Regions from separate parts of the Anas platyrhynchos genome. Here region 2 is linked to region 1. A link is a contact called in public Hi-C data. All regions are on one chromosome and are shown on one strand. Each heading gives the region's core, a stretch centred on a gene start, on an enhancer-like site or on the middle of the called end of the contact. The rest is flanking DNA. Distances are from core to core; before and after follow the strand shown.

Region 1 (5,818 bases), core at 2,227-4,726:
CATCTGATGCCAGTGACCATTCAGCAGAGTTTCAGATGTGTTTCCTCTCCATCACAGGAAAAAGAAAAGGGCTCCTGCTAAGATGCGCCGAGAAAAGCCCTCCCCGTCCAGCTGCGCGCTGCAGAGCTGTGTTTGGTACACATAACTCCCCGCTTTGTAATGCGTATTTAGGGCAAATGGGACAGCACGCTGTATTTATAAAATACCTGCGGAAGGCAGGCACACCCAAGCACACCTGCCTGCTGCCCTGCGAGGATGCCACCGCCGCCTGGGCCGTGCTGTGGCTCTTTCAGACACCTGCCAAGCTTGACATGAATGTGACCAGGCTGGGTTGGGTGAGCACCTGGCTCCACGGTGTCTTAGATCTGGCTGGGTGCTACTTATGTCCAGCACAAGGTGTAAGGTGTCTCCGTCCCTATCCCAACCCAAGGCTGGTTCTGCGTGTAGGTGAGCGTGGTACCACCTCTGGCAGACAAAGCAGGTTGACTTAAGTGCTTCTGGGGTAAAAATTGTGCAATTGTCCATGCCCGGAAAATGGCCCTTAACTACCTTGCTGCTCGGTGTTTTGCAATCGTGGCGCAGTTCCTTAGGCACACTCCGTGCCTGCTGTACCTCCCAGCCTCACAGAGGCAGTGGCACCATAAAGTGTTTGCCAAGCCTCTGCCATGCATTGCCCCTTATCTGCCCTGCACGGCGCCTTCTTTACGAAAAGGTACAAGAGGCCAGGGCATTTTTAACGCTCTGCATGGCAGATAGCAGAGATCAGGCCACAGGAGCAAAAAGCCTTCGCATGCAATTGGGGTAGGCTAGATAAGGCTTGTGCAAACAAAGCACCGACAGGCTTGGCTGGATGTGGATAAAGCTGCCGGTGTCTTCGTGGGGCTCCGTTGGTGCAGCTGAGTTCAAACCCAACGTGACAAACGCTGCACAGGCTCCATCCATGTGAGCTGGGTCTCCAGGAGTTTGTTAGCAATGATATTCCTGTCTTGATGGGCACGACAAGGAAGTGCTTCATGCTGAAACTCCAGGCAGCAAAGGGTGATTAATGCAGATTCAACACACTCATTGGGTCTTCTTCTAAACACCTCGGGTCAAGCAGAAGAGGTGCAGCACGTGTGCCTCGTGCACGTGGGGGACACGATGCCAGGCTCCACGAGCTTCTTAAGAACACAGACCAAAGAAGAGCTAGCACATGAAGGATATTTTGAAAACATTCGGTCTACATCTAAGGGTGAAATGCAAGTCATTTTTTAAAATTGTCATTTAAAAATTGGATTTCGTTCCAGGTCATTTTAAAATTGTGTTTGTTTTACAGTTAGCAAGCAGGCATGACATACCAGGACAAGCGAGTCCAAACTCCTGTCATTAATATCTTACGGAAACGGTCAAAGTTTAAAACAAATGACTGAAGTCAAATATATAAATTAATTACTAGCAACTCCCCCAAAATATCATGCATTTTTCCTTTTTCTTAAAGGAGAATCACTTGTTTCGCCAACTCACTGCTCGCTTTCCTTTGACTGCTTTCCCTCTCCAGGAGTAACGCAGCGTGTTTGATGGTTTATCAGTATTTTTTTCTGGGTGAAAACCATTTCCTAGGAATTCCATATGTCCATTACAGAGGGGACACATGAAAGGCAAAAAAGCTCTGGTAGTGTAAAATGGTAGAAAAGCATATTCTTAAAAGTAGGTTCTTTATATGATTAGTTTTAACCTGGCATATTATTTTCAAGGGATGTAAGACTGTCCAAAAGCCTTGGCTTGTGCCTGACTTTTTACAAGTAAGTCTTAAAAAGAAAACACCAACCCCTACCTTGCTTGATTTTCTCCTACTTCTTTAAAAAAAAAAAAAAAAGTTTTTAAATACTTAACAATAGCTGATTCTGGAAGAAATAATGAATGCGTTTAGCATGATAAACAGTACACAGTCACAGCTGTAAGCAAGAAACAGCTATTTACAGATCTTTGCACACATCCGTAATCCATTCCACTACATTTCATGCACACAAAAGCCAAGTTAAACAGCAAAAACCTCAAAAAAAAAAAAAAAAAGACAAAAAAAAAAGACAATTCATCCAGAGTAGGGTTGCAAAGCCTTTAACTACAGCAGGAAAGGACTAATGGTTTATCCAACTGAGCTGTTCAAGCCACAATTGCAACCACCTTTTCCAAACTTCAGGGTTCAGAAAAGAGGCTCAGAGCGAGGGAAAAAAAAAAAAGCAGGGTAGTGCTACCAGGGTTTGCTCGGGTTTGACCCTTTCTCTCCAGGTCAGCTGTCCCTCAGAGATAATGAAGAAGAGATGAATGTGATCTGCACAGGGATCTGCGGAGGCATGAGCTACGCTCCTGGGGATGGAAAGGAAGATAAGAGACGAGGCAGGAGCAGAAGAAAACACAGACTGACAGCAAGGGGGAGGCTGGAATCTGGTGGCCTCTGGCAGGAGATGTTTCCTCCGTTGCGGATGCCAAAAGTGACTGCAGTGGCTGGGCTGATCCCAGGAGGCAGAAGTGTGCAGAGCTGCTAATCAAAGCGCAGCCCCACCAGCCGGTCTGAAATGAAAAAAAAAAAAAAAAAAAGCACCAGAAAAAGCACCAGAGTGCTTTTGCAGAATACAGCAGGCGTGTCATACACCAGGCAACTTGGTCTGGTCACAACCTGGGGGATTCCTGGTGCTAAACCAGCTGCCTGACAGCACTCCCTCTTCTCCCCTACTCTGCCTCTTCCAAAACGGAGCAAAACACCTGAAGCAGAAAATATAAAGACATGCAGGACTCCGGGCTGCTCTTTCTGCCCCTGTCAGGCCTCCCAGGCACCATTTGGATTTTTAAGCAGCTCAGATCATGACCCGGAGTAGGACGTTTTGAAATCCTTAGCTTGCTACTGCTTTCCTCTGGGAGGCGTGTGGCACACAACTCATTAAGCCAGCATTGCTTTCCATGGACCTGCCATCTGCTGGAAAATCGCACTTGTGCCCTGTTACTTCCACTCAGGGGGAGAAAGGACTCTCTCTGCCCTCAGCAGGTCACACAGATCCAGCCAGCAGGGGTGCCCGCTTCAGCCTGGGGTTAACGAGAACAGCAGTGATGGCTGGGACAGATGGCAGACACTTCCCAGCTCGTTTCTACTTCCAAGCCACTTGTGACCATTCCCAGAAATTCAGCAGAGTAGGTCCAGGACCTACAGAGTAGGTGCCATCCCTTGCAGCAGAGTGGGGAGAAATGTACATTTTTAAGCTCCATTCACCAGATCTACTTCAATTTTGCTTGAGGTCATGGCAAGCTGCATCAACATTTCAGCTTGGTCCATCCATCTTCTCTCCAAATGCTCTGGGCTTTTGATGCTGACATCGGTGGCTGTACTTGAATGCCTGCTCCTCCAGGAAATACTTGACCCAGGGCTGCAGCCTCGACTGAGAAATGCGAAGCACGCAGGGGCATCTGAGCTGGACAAGGCTGTCGTGGATATCTTGGGGAGGTTTTCTCCCAGCCTGAGCGGTGCTGACCTTGGCAGTGAGCAGCTGTGCGTGGCTTTGCACTGCTAGGATCCCTCAAGTGGCATGGGGGAGTGCTGGGAGGCTGCTAGCTCTGCTTCCCCATGGCAGAAAAACCTTACAGCAGTGTTTCTTACAGAAAAAAAAAAAAAAAAAAAAATCCACGTGTCTCATTCCTGGCAGCTCTGATGCTTTACAACCCCTCCATCAGGTAAAGCACCAAGGCCGAGGACATCTCTCCTCACTTCCCTTGGCTAAAGATCGCCGACATGATCCTGGAAGGAACAGCGGGCTTTAAACCAAACTTTTCTTAAAAACAAACAATCTGCATTGCTAAGGACGCGGTGATGATCCCGTGTCAAAGGCACCGGGTTTGGAGGTATTCATTTTGCTAGGGGGGTGGATTCTTGCATGACCAGGCACAAGACACTCACCTTAAAGCCTCACACTCTGTGGTGTGGGACATGGTTTGCCGTGGGACATATAAACACGGGACAGCCCTTTCTGCCTAGCAGAGTGGTTGGAGGGCGAGGTAACCTACAGCAATGAAGATGGGCAAGACTCACACAGGGTACTGGCAGCCTGAATCCATCTGGAGGAGGTGGTGAAGGCGATATATTTATTTTGGGACCCACTGGCATGGCTATCAATATTAAAATTAAAGGGATGTGTCTGGTCTTGTGTTTTGGTGCGGACACAATGCAAAGGGATGCACCAAGGAGAAGTCCTAGGGCAGGATTTCTGCACAAAGCTTGGGGCATTAGCTCAGTGTGAGGAGGGAGAGAAATGAATAGCAAACCCTCCACGTATACGTGCCTGTGTATAATAAAGTGACAATAGAACAAGAGGAGGTCACCATGGTATTCTCTCACGCTCTTTGGGAAATAAGTGACCTGTCAGCAGGCAGCCCTATATTAGCTGATTTCTTAGGTATGCGAGTTATCTAAAAACAGTTGCTCCCTAATCTGCTCTCATCAGCTCCAGGTTATGGGAGTTCATAAATCCCTGTACGTTTGACGCTAATGGAAAATCTGCGTCGTGACTCCCTGGGGTGGCCCAAGTGTGTGACAGTAAGAAGCAAAGCCATGCATTGCTTGGGTTTACCCACAAAAATACGAACTCGGAGGAACAAAAGAGACAGAAAGGAAAGAGGCTGGTACGATAGTAGTGTCCACATCTGCTCTGCCTCCTGTCCCAGACACAGGCTTGTTTCAAGGCATGTGCTGACACCAGCCACAGTTCCTGGGGGGCTCTGCTCCGTAGTCACAACGCTCTGGCTGGGCAAGAAAGTCTGATTTTGGACAGCTGGAAGTGCAAAGACCTGTGGGGATGTGAGGTGTTTGCCTTAATGCTGCCGATTCACATCCTCTCCCCACTGCAGGAGGGGGAGAGCTGCTGGACACACGGGTGCGGGAGCTCAGCGAAACACGGCCGATGAGGCACGACGCAGCCCAGGCTGGCACATACGTGGAAGCAAGCTGCTCCCTACAGCTCCAGTGGGAAAGCTGTCTGCAGTCTTTCTGGCTCCAAATGGTTCAAGAGAAATGGGAGGAAACCAGGGGCAGGAGGTGGGTGTACGGAGAGGACTCCTTTTCTTTGAATTTGCGAGCCGTCATGCAGCTTCATGTCGGGAAGCAGTTGAACAGTGCATCCTCGTGATGCCCCAGTTGCCTGGAAATGTGCAGCCAGTAGCTCGTTTTGTCCAGAAAGCATGGTCTCCTGAGCAGAAGCCCTGTGATGCTCGGCTGCGTTTGCGCAGAAAGCCGGCCGTCATTTCTGGGAAGAAGGAGGAAAAAGCCGGCACGAAGTCCAAAAGGTCAGTGTGCCAGGTTAGTTGGTAAATAGTGAGATAAGACAGCTAGAGCAAGAAGCCAGGCAATAATCAGGCCAAGGAAGAGAGGAAAAATCCTTTTCCAAAGCGCTCATTCTTCGCACTAGTGTACAAATATTCAGAAAAGCCGCTTCTGTGCCTTCCAGAAAAGGCACAGACATCAGTGCCTTTGTGACGGGAATAATACCTCCTGCCTGCCTGGGCAGAAAGCCGAGGGGAGGAGGTGAGTGCTCACTGGGTAAGGAGATGCCTGCGTAGGCTGCAGCGATGCTAATAAGGCAGTTTCTGGAAGCAAAATAGCTGCTCTCACACAGCCCAGATGTGAAGACATCTTTCAGCCCGGCTGGGATGCTGCAGCGCTGAGCTGGGCAGCATCAGGCCCCGTGCAGGTTACCACAGGGGCACCGTGGCACCCAGGCTTTGTAGGATTTTCTTTTTTCTTTCTTTTTTTTTTTTTTTTTTTTTTTTTTTTTTTGACAAGGGTGAAAACATTCAA
Region 2 (5,836 bases), core at 2,226-4,725, 58 kb before region 1:
AGGCCCCAGAGACTTGTTTATCCCACAGGGTTGAACTGGCTGCTCCTAAAAACGCAACTGGGCCAAGCCAAGCACCTCTCCTGGGATGCTGTGCATGCGTGATAAATGTACCACAGGTTTCTCGCAGCCGCAGGACGAATAGCAGCGTGTTGCGTTTGGGGATCGCAGCACATATTTTTATTTCAGCAAAGTGTTCAAGTGTGTCTGTGCACACCGCCAGCCTGTCACTTCCCTTCGGGACATCTGGCACTAGGGCACGCACGCCTTTCCAACGTCTTCATAGGCTCTCTGGGGAGAGAGGGGGCTCAGCACTCTGCAGAGGCTTCAAATCCCACCGAGCTCATCCCAGCCCGCGTGTCTCACCCCCTTGCTCTTGCCCTCGCTGTACTTCTAGCGTAGCTCCACCTGATCCACTGGTATCTGGCACTCAGCCTGAGAACTCGGTCACTGGCAGTCAATAAAGAGATATAGGAAACATGCAATTGGCTTCGGGGGTTTGATTTGTTCTTTTCCGAGGCGTTCCTTAAAAAAAAAAAAAAAAAAAAAAAAAGAATTTCATTTTCTTGCCATTTCTTAAGCTCACTGCATGAGTGAAGAAGGCAATGCAGACCTTGTTTGTGTGACACAATGTGGAGGGGGTCATCTGATGTGGATGACTGAGGCTGATTGATGGTTGGATGCAGGTACCGACACCAATGTCGGTACTAATTACTCTGTGTGGGTCCAAACAAGGAAGCCGTGGCTTCCCAGCCTACACCGAGGCTCAGCACTGAAGGTCTCAGCACTCATGCTTGACCCAAACAGCAATCCAAGCAGATGGACATAGGGATACACAAGGAAAACATGGTATCAGTGATAGCCCTGTAGTCCTGTAGTTAACCCCACGGATGCAGTCACCTTGCACACAGGGTGCTTCCTTCTTGGTAGAGATCCTCAAGTCTGAGGCCTGCAACATGAGGTGGAGCTTCAGAGCTACCTTGGCTCCTAAGCAGAGGGGGTCTGCGCTTCCCCAGGAGCAGACACCAGTTCATCTCTGTTGACACATCCCTGGGTGCTCCCGTGTCCTGCCTGCAAAACGAGGCAGGACGGCAAACAACACTTCCTTCACATGAAGGAGCACATGGCCGTGCCCGCGGGGAGAGCTGAAGACAGCTGGGGAGAGAGAGTTTGCTCTGCCAAAAAGGCAAACCCACTCCTTTTTGGCTGATTAGCTGTGAAAAAATAATAATAATAAAAAAATAAATAGAGAGAAAATATGTGCAGTTTGTTTTTCTCATGGTATGGAGAGTGTCCTGTCCTGTCCTGTCCTGTCCTGTCCTGTCCTGTCCTGTCCTGTCCTCTCCTCTCCTCTCCTCTCCTCTCCTCTCCTCTCCTCAGGAGGGATGTGCTGCAGGAATAAGGGGCAGGAGGGGAGGGAGCGTGCCTGAGGAGGGAGATGGTTGTCTGTTAATTAGAAAGCAAGGCATCCCCCAGGAGTCTAACACTATTTTTAACCTATTTTTACTGCGATTAATTATCGGGCAATTCCAAAGCTTTCAACCAAAAAATGTGCAGTCTGTTGAGTTTCCATCTCCCAGGGAAACGCGTGAATGAGTGTGTCTGGGGAAAGGACGGCTTTGTACCAGGAGGGAGCAGTCACTACCGCACCGGGAGCTCCAGGGCATCTCTCTGCAGGAGCCTCTGTGCCTCCCCGTCAGCCGCTGGCATCTCTTCTCCCTATGAGGAGAGCCAGGAGGAGAGAAATGAACCATCCAGAAGCACTTAGCCCGCACTCGAACCTCCCAGCGGTGTAAAAAGGAGGAAACTTATTTTAAGCCTGGTATCCTGGAGGAAGCGGGTCTGTGCGAAGACATTACCTGCAGGTGTTTGAGCAGCATGGGGTGTGTCTGTCAGTCCCAGGAAATGGGATTTCAGATATTTTAGGGCCCCTTTTTCTGCTCATTTGGCCGAAGGTTGAAGTCTTGATGGCAGGAAACAAGGGCAGGACTGGGGCCACGCAGAGGGGCAGCAGCTCTGGTGGTAGCTCCCGTGCTGCAACCCCTTTGGGACAAGTCCTGGGGAAGGCAGGCCTGACTCTCGCTGCTTTGAGAGCAGCTTATTTCAAATCCCTTGGCGATCCATTAGCTAATTAAAAACACGAGAGGCTGCTGAAAGCCAGTGCACGAGGACACGCCGGCTGTATCATGCAGGGGGGGCCGTGTCCCCACTGCCTCCCCTGGCTGTCCCCAGCCCCAGAGCCCCCAGCCCCTGGGCAGGACACGTGCAGGAGGGCTGCCATCCCTCCGTGGGTGGCACGGACAGAGAGGCAGCTTTATACACCACCTGCCTCCCCAGCTATCGGCTAGAAACTCAGCAATGACTTGGCCATGGGCTGAAAGGCAGCGAGGGACCCTGCCCACTGGGTGCTGGTGGCACCCTGTAGGGTCCAAGCAGCCCGGCGTAGGGTGGCTCTGTATTCAGGGCTTGCCACTCAGGGTGATTTTCCGTCCCTGTTGTGCTGCATTTTTATCACCTAACCTTGCCTGCAGCAAGGCAAAGCAGAAACAGCTTTGGCTTCCCCTCCACAGAAATCCCTGCAGCGTTACCCCAAGGATCCTGGGGGAGGTGCGTCAGGAAGGGGGCCTTGGGGCCATTCCCCCTGCTCCCACAGGGCCCCGATGACACCACGGTGGTGGCAGTGGCACCAACACCTGGTGTAAATGCTCAGGAGATCAGCGGGTGCCACGTTTCCCCCTCCTGCCCCCAGTTTTTCCATTTTCTTTGGGCTTTTCCCACCATGTTCCTGGCAGAGGGACACCCCAAGATTCAGCGAGCAATTTCCCAGCAGAGCTGTGTCCCCACATGGTGGCAGCCTTGCCTGTGCTCCGGAGGACCAAAGGACTCCCTTGGGCCCCCAGATTTCGGGCTGTGCCCCAGGGAGACCACAGACACGGGCACAGGGCTAGCGGGCAGATAGGTACGATGACAGTGGTGTGGAAAGCCATAAACATGGCATTTGGCAGCAGCACGAGGCTCTGAGCACCTCCAGGTAACCCAGTAGGCCCTCAAAGGCCTGTGACAGTGACACACCGAGCACCCCCATGCCTTTTATTGCTGCACATGGATTTGGGAGATGCAGCTGGGGAGGTGACGTGGGCTCTGCCCCCACAAGGTCTTTGGTTGACCAAGGGCATCCGTGTAGTAAAGTCAGAGTTACCTGTGCTCGGCTGTACGCAGTGCACACAAAACCTTGCACCTCTGACATAGCTGCACACACGCAATTTTGTTGGCTTGATGCCTTAAAGGTTCAGAAGCTCGGAGACGCTGTACCAAAGGACTTCTGCATATTCAGCAATCCCCTCTCGGAAAGAATAAAGCAGCCGGAGCAAGAAATGGCTGTGTTTGAGATCCCTAAATCAGGCAGCTCTGGGTGCCTGCGTGCTCAGGAGCCCCGAGGTTGGCCAAGAGATGGCAGCAGCCCCATGTCTTTGGGATGCATTCGCTCTTCTCTGCTTTAAAGGAAAGACCAAACCGAAAGGTCACGCTCGGTATTTTTCTGGGCATCTCCTGTGTATTCCTCCAGAGACGTTTCTCTTCCTCCCCCCCTCCCAGCAGCAATTATTTCAGTTTTATTTTTCCTTTTCTCGTTGACAGTGCTCTCGGAAGGAAGCTGTGCAGCCCCATTGCCCATGCTCTCTCCTTTCCCCCCCCCCACCCCGATGCCAGCCCCTCACCCCAGGACTCCACGCGCTGCTGCAGGGAAACAACCCCTGGAAAAGTCGCTGGGAACCCAAATCCTGCTCCCACCTCTGACATCCATTGAGCAGGGGTTGGAGCAGGCTACCCCAGAGCTCTCTTCCCAGCTCAGCCATCCTGTGATTCTGCAATAAAAAGGGTGCTTTGCCCTCCCCACACGCAGGCCATTCCCAAGCAGGAGGCTCTGGGCCCTTTTGTTCCTCTGGGGGACACCTGGCTGAGGTCTGGCAGGGGATTTGGCTCTGCTGGTGTAGATCTTGAGATAAACCCACCAGGCATCACCAGCAGTATCCCGAGGTGAGCTGCAAGGACCTCTGAGAGAAGCCTGCTTCATAGTTTTCAGCACTGCCTGAGGAAGGTCTGGGGTTTAATTTCCTGCTTTTTTGTTGTTGTTTGTTTTTACTTAAGGAGAAGCACTCGGGCCGCGTCTCTTTGTCTCTGCTGGTTTTGCTCTGAGGCTCCTCGGGTGTTGCAGAGGATGTGCGTGCTGAACCCTCTCCCACTGCAGACAAAGCACGCCAGCCCCTTCTCCACGATGCTGGCTTCCCGAAGTGTTCAGCAGCAGCCTGACCTTTCTCCCCCGATAATTTACAAACTGCTTCCAAACAGTCCAGAAAATAGTAACGCAGAAAGCTTGGCTTCAATTTGTGTGCCTCCGTGGAGAGGCGGTTCGGTGGAGTCTGCGAAAGGATTTCGTAAAGAAAAGTGATTGTTGAGGATTTTTGCTAGGCAGGAGCTCTTCCAGGAGCACACAGCAGAGGAGACACCTTGGGATAAGCCTCCTAGGTTGGGTTTGCTCATCCTGGCACCAGCAATGCCCTGTCATTTTAACTCATCACAGAAGGGAGCACAGGGTAAGAGAGGTTCGGACTGGCCTATATGGAGAACCCAAATAAGCAATGGTGCCAGTGCAGCTGTCTGGAACATCGATTTCCATCTTCCCAGGAAGGAGCAGCCCTCCTGCACCTCCCTGGGATCAGACAGGTAGCTCTGAAACAAAGTCCTAGCTAAAGCAGCACCCACAGATGGACTCATTTATGGTTCAGTAACACAAACTTAAAGGAAAAACAAGCAAACAAACAAAACCCCAAACAAAACCTAGAGGCAGCCCGCGTTTCCATCTGGTTCGATAAGATAAAAGTGCAGAAGCTGCCCTAGAAATAATCATGAGTGCAGCAGAAATCAGCATGGGATCAGTTTGCGTCCGTACGGCCCCGCTCTCCCTCCCCGGAGCTGATGCTTGGAGCGTGCTGGTGGTGGGGTCTGCGCTGTTCACGTCAGCTGCTCGTTCAGATTCACGCCTGGGTAGTTGCAGAAGGCAGCCCAGCCGTGCGGCTGGCACATTCGGGCTGTTAGCTGAGCAGCTGACAATGCATTGGTTCGGGCAAGAGATGAAAAAGAAACGAAAAGAAAACAAAAAGAAACAAGACAACAGAGCCTGACGGCGTTTTACCCTGTAAAATTTGGAGTAAGACGGATGGTGTGAATTGGGGGAAAAATCCATGGCCATAGAGCTTGTGGTTTCTTTTCCACAGGCCTTGCACTGCCAGCTGCTGCAGGAAGGGTTTGCAAGCACGGATGCTCTGGAGAGAGGCCTCCAGCCTGGTGTTACCACACTGGGAAACCCTCTCCCCGTGCCCTGCCCTCACACTGTTCAGGGCACAGAGGAGACACTCGCTGCCTGTTTGCACCGTGGAATGAAGTCCCCCAGTGGATCAGATGCAAACTCATGTTTCTCAAGCATCCGAGGTGAAGTGCTTTCTTTACCTTGGAAAAGAACCAGACAATGAGGCCTCCAGCATATTTTGCTGTAGCTGCAATGTCTCAGGACACAGCCAGGTCAAAGGTTTGTAGACAGAGGCAATATTTTTCATTATGTCCACTCGCAGAGCTGGGAAAATTGGAGGAGCTTTTGGGCACAGAAGCCAATCTACAAGTCACTGAGGGCTTTGAGAGATGAGCCTTGACCAGGGTTGTTACGGTGGGTTAGACATTACCCCCTTTTTTTTTTTTTAAATTAAAAAGTGCTCTGTTGATGCACAATGTACAGATCCTGGGGCTGCTTTCAGCCTGGAAGTGCCAGGCAGAGCAGCCCAGGTGG

What was found. Hi-C and Micro-C count contacts between places; a contact is called where the count stands out from the background.
Region 2: a Hi-C map of liver shows a contact between it and region 1, with 6 times the contacts expected there. The contact joins two enhancer-like sites. A contact is called at or near these places in 3 of 8 Hi-C or Micro-C datasets (liver, skeletal muscle and subcutaneous adipose tissue).

The regions. Positions count from the first base shown.
Region 1 is chr1:125,223,254-125,229,071 of IASCAAS_PekinDuck_T2T, reverse strand. No RefSeq gene overlaps it. Among named protein-coding and RNA genes, the nearest start is that of CRYAA, 67 kb to the left of the region's middle. Within about 2 kb of position 3,476, at least 3 of the 8 cell types and tissues checked have an H3K27ac peak or open chromatin away from gene starts, as enhancers often do.
Region 2 is chr1:125,280,835-125,286,670 of IASCAAS_PekinDuck_T2T, reverse strand. LOC113842084 (a long non-coding RNA gene) reads right to left here. Exons shown (of 5, transcript XR_011805051.1): 3 at 1,623-1,716; 4 at 898-1,211; 5 at 1-522. Among named protein-coding and RNA genes, the nearest start is that of CRYAA, 9.3 kb to the left of the region's middle. Within about 2 kb of position 3,475, at least 2 of the 8 cell types and tissues checked have an H3K27ac peak or open chromatin away from gene starts, as enhancers often do.